2 separate regions of the Drosophila melanogaster genome follow, and region 2 is linked to region 1. Evidence: chromatin contacts called from public targeted proximity ligation data. All regions are on one chromosome and are shown on one strand. The core of a region is the stretch at or near the end of the contact, and the rest is flanking DNA. Distances in the headings are between cores, read along the strand shown. Region 1 overlaps CG32206. Region 2 holds the start of lncRNA:CR45732 (long non-coding RNA:CR45732).

Region 1 (5,562 bases), core at 1,704-4,203:
TAGCTACACTTAAAGTACTCCTTTTTCCTCGACATATATATGATATGATATTCGTAACTAATGATTTCGAATTTGTATAAAAATCAAGGAAATTAAATGAGCGAAATGTATAACGTAAGAGTTTTTAAATCGAACGAATTTAAAACCTTCCTGTTATATTTCACTATAATAATGTACTTTATGATATTAATAATGTACTTAAAGATCATTTTTAATTTTTTACTAACTCGACCTTTTTCATGAGTTATCTACCTATTTTTCTCGGTGTACGTTGGGAGGTGTGGGTGTGCTAGGTGTTACTGCAAAGTTGTTTTGCTTTATTTCGCTGACTGCCCTCTCGATATATTTTCCTTCTCGTTTTTTGTTTATTTGTGTGCTGCTGGCAGCTTTTCATTTTTCGCAATTTAAAGTGTAGGTGAGGCAACTGCAATTGACACGGACAGTGGAGCATCCTGCGGGGGGGCGTGGCCCAAAAACGGAAAAGACAATTGTATGGGTGTTGGCAGAGAGTTCAGTCACCATTTATCTGCTCTCTTTCCGCTTCTCGAATGGTTTTGGCCAAATTAATTGGCACCACAGTTGCACAAAACGCTCGCTGAGTGTGTCTACCAAAAATAAATTAGGAGCCCCCAGTTTCATGTGATATGCGTCTAGACAGAGAACGACCTTGAGCGTATGAAAAGAGGCTGGCAATTTATCTGATAAGACGACAGGTGAGGAGTTTCCACAGCCCCTCCACCCGTGGAAAATGCCTTGATGAAATTGCGAAAGCAATCAACGTGCAGCAACGTGTAGTGTGTTTTATTGATGTGGTTTGTCTTCGGAATTTTATGAATTCGAAAGCAGTCGTAGCATTCTAGGAATTTATATGGGTAACATTTTCCAAATATTTGTCACTGAAAATAACTAATTTGTCAAATATAAGGGACTAACACCGGCTCTGTATGGGTTATTAGGCAACGCAATGTACTAATTAAAAGTAGTTAAGTGGATTCCTACTATAAAATGAATGTGATAAAATGTGAAGCGTGCTTTAAAGGTAGATTTAAAATTGTCCTTAAGACTTAGTAGCTTGTTTTATTTGTTTGCACTTCTTAGACTTTAATTACATGGATTAACTTTACAGAATTAAATGCACAAATGTTGCTTTTTCATCGTCAAGCAAATCAACTAAATGAAATGAACAGAGGCAGCGGACTTAAACGGCTGTCAGTTAGTTTCTGGGCCGACACTTCGTCTGGCTCCGGAGTCTGTAACTTTAGTTCAGTTTCTTCAGCCAAGCCACAGCTGTTTGCAACTGTCTTTTTCATTATTAACACAGTCAACAATAATCAGGGCCTAGGCGGAATGGAGCGGAATGTGGGGCGGGGCGAAGAAAACATAAACATTGTCAGCCAGGAGGCGTCTAGGAAAAATATTTAATGCCTGCAAACAACAACAAGGAGACTGTGAGGAATGCAAAGACTGCGACTACAACTACAAAGCCGACGAGTGTGGAGCCTTTCTACTGGGGACAGTGACAAACGACAAATAACTCACACTTACAACTGTTTGAATATGACATGTGACAAACGGAGGGCGAGCGGCAAACTAACAAGGAAAAACAACAGAGAGCCAAAGGGAAAGCGTGGAAAACGCGTGGAGTGAATGGCACGAATCACACCCAAGTACTCGAGAAAAACATTCGTAACATTCAAGTGAGGAAATCGAATTTTATAGTATTCAAAATTTCAAATCATAGGAAACCATTTCAAAGGATACAAATGCTATTTAAGTATATTCATAATATGTGTAATCATCTTTAATTAATTAATTAATTAATTATAAATATAAAATTGCAATTATTAATTCCCAAGAATAAGCATTAGAAGTTGGTATAGTTTTCTTAAAACATGAAATTCTGCCTGCTAATTTCTCTCAGTGCAGGTTAAAATAATGCCAACAAACGAATTAAACAATAACATGTGTTCGCTTTCTTTTCGCTCTCCAATTGTCTTCCTGCAGAGCGATCTGCCACCTTGGATAACGCGCCTGAGGATGTGGGACAGCTATGGCACATATGTGCCCATGAAATCGACAAGTTCAACCACCGGCCAACCGCCACCGCCACCCCCCGTTGCCTCATCGGCGGACGGGGGCAAGCCAACCCTCCTAAACCAGAGCAACTACGGCAGCTACTACTACAGCGCCAGCAATCCGAAGCTGAATCGGAATCTGCGAGTGAACATCGACAATGCCTGGAATCCGGTGGACACCTACATCTACGGCCCCACGCAGTCGAGTGTGTTCAACCAGGAGAACAAGTACAGCGGCTATCAGGGTGGAGGTCCTGGCGGAGGATCGACTGGATCCGCTGGCTCCGGCAAGACAATCTCCGGGGTCAAGGACAGCCTCAACTACATTTCCAGCGGCAAGTCCTCCAAGGAAGTCTCGGCAGCTGCCGTCGTCAGCTCGGATCGCAATAGTGCAGTGGCCCTGATGAGCACCAAGGGCAAGCGTCGCCTCATGCTGGAGATCTACGACTACGAGACTCCGAAGCTGTGCGATCACACTGCCATCGGAAGTGGAGTGAGCGGAAGTAGTGCCGTGATGGGGGGCAATAAGCAGAGACCCTGCAGTCCGCTGGAGAGCTACGTGAGCACCGGAAGGGATTTGGTAAGTAAATCAAAAGATTCAATTTGGATAGATGTCGATAAATGGAATGTAGTAAACGTTTTCTTCAGATTTGTCCGACATCAGTTCATTTGTTATCAATGCAAACAGACATCTTGATCATTTATTCAGCTAAATAAGACTATGATTAGCATTAAAAAGCCCTTATATACCATCATTTATTATGTTTTGAAATATGTTTAAAGATACAGCAAAAATGGTTTTTATTTCTGCTCGAAGTCATCTAACTTAACTCAATTCCGGTTGTAATTGGATAGTTGCAGCAGCCTAAAAGTAGGCAACATTTTATCTTCGCCGCCGGAAGAGCAATAAAAACCGTAGCCTACCTTCCGGCTGCGTTTGGCATCACAACCAAGTCGGGAAAATTAGAAGTTAACCGAAGGACTTTTCTAATTTGTCAGCTGGCACTGTTTGTTTTCATTGTTTTGGCCAGGGCTTAAAAAAATAAAATAAAATAAAAATTAGTCAGTGGGGGAACACGACTTTGTGACTGCACCTTGGCTGCCGGGCGAGCACCGAGTGCAGAGTGCCCAATTTGGCACGCCCAAGGGCCCTCACAAATAAATAAAACGCAGCTGGAGAAACTGAAGAGCTGCAAACTGGCAGCCGGAAGCTGGGAATTTTTTGGCAGAGTGCAGAGCGATTCGTGTTTGCTTTAAACTTGACAAAATTAATCAAATTAAACACTCGACTGCATCGCCAGACGTGCACAAATAACGAAGGAGCAGAGCGAATTTCCCAGGGGCAGGCGCCAAATTCAAATTCGCCAAAGCCAGCCCCCGGCCCCCTCTCACACACACACACACGCACACAATACAAAGGCAAATGGGGGAGCGGCAAGTGGGCGTTGGCGTGGCCGTGGGCAGGAATGGGGGCGGCATTGACGGCATGCACGGACAAACAGACAACCGCAATAAGCTTGCTTAGCCTTTTTGACGTCGCTCCTCGTTGACAAATATGAACTGCAAATATTGTGATGCCAAATTGAAGCCGCCGCGCATTGTGCAATTCCGCGCTCTCCGTGCAGTCATAAAGAACTTTACGAAATATCCATAAGCTCCCCTAAATTAAATACACATGTGCACAAGCTGGCACTGTCAATATTAAAGAGTTTCCAAAAATAAATTAAACGTGGCACAGTTTATTCCTCTAGCGGAATATTTATTGAAGTTGAATATTATGTCAGATGTAGGACAAATCATTTTCACAGAATTTTTTATCAGCCCACATATCATTTTTCAATAAAACTATTTACAAAGCTTGCAAATACTTTATAAACTGAGCAGAGCTTTGAAAATATTAAAAGTAGCTAACATTGCAGTTCGCTTTAATATACCATTTTATTGTAATCTTATTGAAGGCTACAGTTTTTCACAGTATTTCAACTCTCTTATTACCATTTCCCCTGACAGAAACTGGAGTTCCACACGCATACCGGCACCGCCCTGTTTCCCGCTCAGTTTGCTCTGAACTACGAGTTTGTGGACACGGAGCAGGGCGGCGAGACGTGGGCGGGAAGACGGGGAGAAGATCCGGTTCCGCCACTCTGCTCAAGAATTTTCAAGAAGCGTAAGGGCAACATTCAGGTTCCCAGGAATGTGTTTCTGTACGGACGAGGCGGAGCCAAGAACATAACCTGCTTGTATCGCTTTGAAGCGGGTCCTTCGGAGAGGGTGAAACTGGTCCTGCATAACGTGTCCTTCGGAGAAGGTACAGCCTGTACCACTGACTCGGATCTGCATACAGGCAGACCCCGCTGCAATCAACTGGATCCGGAGGGCCGCATCACGGAGCTGCGACTGTTCGATGTTCCATTTAGGGACGTGAAAATCCAACTGGGCTGCTTCTGCGATAACTCCAGTGCCTTGTACAGCAATGCACCGCTCACTTTCGTTTCGCATTCGAGGATTATGGAGCTGTCCTTCACGGTCACGAGATTAAATATATCGGAGGACTTTGCGGATGTCTTCTTCTCGGCTTCCTACGAATTCAAGAGACAACCGGACTGCAGGAAGCAGTTGAAACTCAAAGGAGCCGGAGGGGAGGACGAACTCAAGTATCCTCTTAAGACTCAGGACGCAAGCTGTGAAGGCCTGGCCTGGTACATCGAAGCACAATCGGCCGAGAGGTCACTCTTCGTTCAGACCTGGGGCGCCTATCTGCCCGTGGATCCCACCTCCGAGGATGCCATGCGGTGTCACACCAAGAACCGCTTGATGATTTACTCCGGACGACCCCTGCGACCCATGAGGGTGGTGTGCCCGGCACAAAGTGGTCCGCGGCCAATGTCGCTGCACATCTTCTCCGAGGACTGGACCAATGGACAGCCCTTGTTCATGAACAAGTAAGTAGAAGAAGCTGGCTTAAATATATATTTAATTTTCAAAAATATAATAGTTTTTATTTGGTTTTTCTGCTTGAGCCCATGTGGTTTGAATAACTTAACTAATAACCTTAGGAAACAAACAACGATTGACCCTTTTGAGAAAGATTGTGGAAAACATTTGTGTGCTTTATTTATTTGCTAGTAGAGGAGACTGAATTATTTACAATTTCACGCTCTGGTGTCGTGTCGCCCAAGAAGTCTGCCCGACCAATTACCCATGCTCTGGGAAAAATTCGAAAATATTCCAAGAACAAATAAAGAAAGAGCAGGACTTGAAAACATTCATGCCTAATGGCGCATGGACTCCCTGCCATTATGAAGAGCATGTGAGCTAGTCCACTCGAGCAACTGAAGACTACACAAAAAGCCTCTTAGGTCGAGTATTTTGGGAATTTTTCACTCAAAATTAATTGCATTTTAATAGTTGCTAATATTTCAAAAAACTTGTGCACTTATTTGCACCGGCATCAGGCTGCTCAGGCTCGCCGCTTTCCCCATCCCCT
Region 2 (5,562 bases), core at 1,511-4,010, 91 kb before region 1:
CGTTTCACAAACGAAACGAAATGAAACGGGCGGCATAAAAACCCATTGAAAATTTGCATACGAAAATGAAATTCAAATAGGTTTCCCATGTCCTTCGCAATCAGTTCCGGCTAGTCCAATTGCACAAAATAGTGAACGAAAACTTTCGCTTTTCCTCCGCCGTCTAAGCCCTTTATTTATGATCCACAATAATGCAAAAAGATACATATCTGAATATCTCATCTTTGGGGTTTATCTCCTGCGCCAGTTGCCAGTTTTAATCTAAATCGTTTGGCTGACTTTGTTTATCGATGCTTTCTTTGGACGCTTCTACCTCGGATTTGCGATTCGAACACTAAGTGATTTTTCATTGACTTTGTAATGCAAATTGCCTGTCTGTCCTGCCCCTTCCTTACCATGCTTCTCTTTGCGATTGGCTGGATCTTTGGGCCTTTTATCACTGGAGGCCTGTGCTACGGACCCTTCAACAGCTCGAAAGCCAATAAAATGCAAATTTTTTCATCGCGTAAACAAATGCTAGACAAAGATGCCTAGAGATGGGGACTCTACGTGTCTGAAAGCTGTGAAATAAACCTGTGATTTATGCGGATATCGTTGTGGGGACCTAAAGCCCCTTTAAATCTTTCGCGAAATATACGTAAAATAACTTTAATGTGGTTTCATTCTTTGCTGTTCAAATTCAATAATCGTACTGAAACAAAACCCATATAATGAAATTCATATAGTCCTAACCGTATTAACTTATACCAGTGTCCTATTTGATTGCTTGGTCATCCTGACTGCTCACGATTCCATCTCCAGTGGCCGATGAAGTCCAAAACTGAAAACCCAAACTCATTTCCATCGGCATCAGACTTGACTTGAGCCGGGGCCCTCGACTCGCAGTCATTGATTTAATTGTAAGCTGTTGAATTTTGATGGCTTTTAATTGTCTTAAGACCGGTTCAGCAAAAACCAATCAGGGATCCTTTGATAAGACGTGGTGGTTGGATGGTTGCATGGATGGATGGATGGATGGACAATGGGTTGGGTTCTGTTGTCAGCAGAATAGTTGGAAATTCCACTTAGTGCTGACTACTGACCCACTTATTGGTCACTTCTGGGTCTGTGTTTCCTTCCGAACCCCCATCCATCTATCCCCACTCCTTGCAAAGTCAACCACTTGACTAAATAGCACTCAAATTTGATTTTGATTTATGCTGCCCAGCAGTCCGCACCGAATTTCCTCCTCTTTCCTCAAGCTCCAACTTTCCCTCCCTCCGACTTTTTCCCCCTCCCCCACACCACACACACACATAAGTACAATTGCTGGCTCATAACTTTGGCATCTATCGCAGTATGCCTTTCATATTTACATGCTCCTTACACGCGCATCGGCGTGTAACGGAAACGGAGTGAAACTAACACTCAAAGAAATATCTATATCTGCTATATTTGAATATCTTGATTAATACCATTGATATCCCAAGCTCAAATCAGTAAGTCGAAAACCATACAATACGACGAATATAATTGGCTTATTGAAAGAAATACTCTATATATAATGAATCTATTTTTTCAGTGCACCCTTCGTCTTGCCAGTTTTCGAAAAGGGTTCTCCGAAAAGGGTTGCCACCGCACCCCGATGCCCATTGAGGACTCATGGAGCAAACGGTTTCGGCATTTCCCTTTTGTTTCCGCCTGCATCCTTTGGCCAAGACACGGACACCTTCCCCTTCCCACCACGCTGCCACAATGGAAAATACAATTTTCGCAATCTTTGCTTATCTTTTCATCTCTCTGTGGCTGCCTCGTTTGCTGCACGATTCGTTGTTGCTGCTGTTGGCCATCCAGAAAATCGGTAAAAAGCTAAGATCCAGGGGGCGTGGCTGATACGAAGGCGGAGGAGCAGAAGAATGTGTTGGCCGTGCATCCTTTGTTTGTCGGCAGTGCCGGTAATGCCGAGTTGGAGCAGTAAGCTCTAAGCATCGGTTATGGGCGAGGTTCGTTTGAAAAATAACAACCGTTTCCCATCTGGTAAGTTAATATTTAGTACTTCAAAAAATGGAAAACTATACTTATGCTTTTACACGATTTGATCTTATAGATTCTTTTTTATGGTGGCTGAGTCCTTAATATTTATTGAAAAAGGCGACATTCCATTTTATTTCCAAGTAAGAAAGATAATCAAGTGCACTTTTCATGACTTACTATCTTTATTATACTATCATAAAACTTATAGCATACTATTACTAATACCAATTAAATTCACCTGTACGCAGAAAATATGAAGATTTTTAACAATTGTTAAAAAAGTTATGAAATGGAATATGTTATAAAAAATTATGGTTATTATTATTACTTTTACTTCCTTAATATTTCTATATAATTTATGGCTAGTATTAAGTATATATATTATACACCTACCCTGTTGGGTTATCGTAACCCTTTTTTTTTTTTTGGAAATTTTTACTGGCCATGAAATTATGGTGACATCCTGAAAGTTACCAGTCACCCCTCGCCGTAAGTCAGTCTGCTCTTTGGGGTTTTTTATATTTCTTATTGCCATTCGTCGTTTTATTGTTGTCATAATGTGGTGGCCTGTTGCCGCTCTTCTGGCCTGTATTCCCGTGTTTCTTGTAGTACTTTGGAGCTATTGCCACTATTGACTAGCTGCAGCCGCTCCCCTGCTCCACTGCTCCTTGCCTTTTCTCATTTCTGCATTTTTTAGTGCTTAATGCCAGGACACGGACACAGAGCTGAAACTGATGGGAATCTGCTTGCTCGCCCAGAATTTCCACTCCTTTACTGCATTTTTTATAGGCAACACACAAAGGTGTATTTTACTTGCCATGAACAGGGATTGCATACATTGTTTCTGTTCAGCGGGCTTTTGTCCGTGTTTCCTGGCTGCTCCATGCGTCAAATGAGGATATTCAATTTGAACTTGATATGCATTTTATGTTGTTGCCCCCGGAGAAACTGGATGCTCAACAAGCGTATTGGAAATCAGAGCAATCATCATCCGATGGGTCAAGGGTCTAAGGATACGGCTTGGATATGAGCGGCTTGGATATGAGCGGCTTGGATATGCAGCCGCATTTACATATAAACTCATATTCTGCTTATGCCTGGGAATTAGATAATTCCACAGAAAGTAGTTTTTATTGTGTGCAGAGCAAAACAATTGCGAAAATAAGAAAAGCGAATGAATTTGTTTGCAAAAAGGTTTGTAAAATCATAATGATAATCCAACTTGAGGATATATGTTCCTACAATCTACGTTTATTGATTTGGCAGATTTATTAGGTGCAGAGATGCATTTATTGGACGTCAGAGCAAAACGCCGCACTGAGTGCGATGCAAAATAAATTATTTACTCGAATTACATCTGCTATGCCCGCAATTCACACAGCCCAAAGTCTCACGTTTCGACTGCAATTTTCCCCTGCTCCTGCTCCTTCCACTGAAAATGGGATCCTGAATGCCTTCGCCTAACAATACGCACGCAATTACCGCAGGACGAGCAGCCGAAAAGGGCGAAAACTTCAACTCCCAAACGCTTGACGAAAGTTTCACAGTTGTCCTGATGACGACCATCATGATGATGATGATGATGATGCTGTTGGCGATGGCTATGACGATGGCGATGGCGCTGGACAAACTTTTTCAGAGCTCTAATTGCCCAAGTGGCTTTCGAGTTCGAGTTCGAGTCGAGCGTCGCCACGTAATGGAGAAAGGAGCCCCAAACTTTTGCCCAATTCAGCAGAACTGCGAGCACAACATCTTCTTCTGCCGCTGGACAGGATTCACCGCCTCCACTTCTATTTCACTCACAAAATGCACAATCAAAGCTGACCGTTGGCGTTATTAACGCAAATGAAAGTGGTGCAATACCGCTACACCTGCGGCCAAAATAGTAGTGTATCTTACATAGAACATTCATTATTTTTAGCTTAATTTGTAACGAGCATACTTAACGAAATAGTATAAACTTATGTTGGAAGGGAACTGAAAAAAAGAATAGAAATGGAAATTTAAATGAGATTAAATTGCTATTAGCATGGATTTATGTTGATAAAGTGCATTGTAAATCATCAAAAATGAAAAAATGAATTATTAATCATTATAATTTTTTTAGATGTTTGATTATGCTTTTCAACAATAATTACACAAATTAGACACTGCTCTAACCATATCTGTATGTTGGTGGTGGCAGGAGTGGGTGTTACCTACATATATTTCAATTTATTAGATGGTCAACCATCACTGTGTGTGGGAGGATGCACTTGGCCTAATGAAGTTCTGGGCTCGGTGGATAGGGTTGGGGAAACCATAAACTCCAACTTCCAGCTCCTTTTCACATATGCAGTCCCGTAAAACTTACGGCTCAAAGGCCAAGACTTTGTCTCCGCAGTCTGCATATTTACATTTTACCTTTTCGGTCTTTTGGGAAGGAGCTTTAGCATTTGCATCCTGCACTTAACTTCTCGGCAACTGCGTAACTTTTGACTCTGTGTCAAAAAGGATAGAGTTTACGGGAACTGGGTAAGAACTGGGTCCTTTAAAGACCTTTGGATCTAAGATTGGTTATCCACTCAACCTATGAACTCGACTTTTTAAGTGCTGACTCTAAAGCCAATCTAATGCATCAGCAAGATTCTTTATTCTCACTGAAAATACAAATACAGATACACTGAAAATAACAGAGTAGTAGATGTTTTTAAATTATTAATCCATAAGGTATTATTACTCTAATGTCTTGGAAGTAATGCTTAACTTGCTGATTTTTTTATATAAAAAAGGTACTTGGAGTCTTACTTTTAGCTGAGATTTAGACGCTTGATCAGGCAATTTCAACTTCATTATTAGTTATTATAATTTTCTGCTTGACCACAAATAATAAGTGGCCTGTGTGTCATTGCCACAGTTTGCGACAAGCTTTCGCTACCAATTTAAAGGCCCAATAAAAGCCGCAAGCCATGAAACCTCAAATCTAACGAATTATTTAAAACCCACTCCAAAAGGAGCTATTCCAATCAGTTTCGAATGGAATCAACACACAATAGACTGCGGTTTATTGTGCAAGGCGTCATCAACAGATTTCGACACATATACACGGAAATATATTCTGGACACTCCCATTTGCATCGTCGATACGAGAAGACAAACTTCTGGGCAAGATGAGGAATTCAATCTGGTCGCTCTTCTAATGTCCTGTCATTGAATTTTTAATTTAATTTAATTTAGCTGTAAGTAAACGGGGCGAATGAAATAAGAAGTGAGGTGAGCGAGGGAAAACCAATTTGTTTTATTAAAATCCCGGCGTTGCGATTTTTGCATAGAAATTGTCTAATCAAAAACAAATTTCATTTGAATAGTGTTTGATGTCGAGACGTGACTTTCTTCTGCCATTTTCCCGTAGATTTCCGCCAGGTGATAACCAATAACGAACGGCAGGTTTCTCCGGAAAACTTCCGGCGCTCACATTTTCACATTTTCCCCACCGTGTTTCCCAGACATTCCGCGGCCCTTCGACAAACCGCAAGCTGGAAAAATTATGCTATTAAAATGTATTTTTTC

What was found.
Region 2: a contact with region 1 is called in a targeted proximity ligation map of the Kc167 cell line, with 4 times the contacts expected there. A contact is called at or near these places in 22 of 107 Hi-C or Micro-C datasets (the Kc167 cell line, the ML-DmBG3-c2 cell line, the OSC cell line and 9 more) and 2 of 7 datasets of targeted methods (both in the Kc167 cell line).

Annotation. Positions count from the first base shown.
Region 1 is chr3L:19,347,327-19,352,888 of dm6, reverse strand. CG32206 reads left to right here. Exons shown (of 14, transcript NM_176360.2): 11 at 2,005-2,655; 12 at 4,086-5,017. Among named protein-coding and RNA genes, the nearest start is that of pip, 12 kb to the right of the region's middle.
Region 2 is chr3L:19,438,393-19,443,954 of dm6, reverse strand. It overlaps lncRNA:CR45732 (long non-coding RNA:CR45732), which reads left to right and starts at 2,760. Exons shown (of 2, transcript NR_125001.1): 1 at 2,760-3,207; 2 at 3,280-4,028. It overlaps CG33062, which reads left to right. Exons shown (of 4, transcript NM_001202201.2): 3 at 1,562-2,016; 4 at 2,087-2,236. The coding sequence ends at 1,852.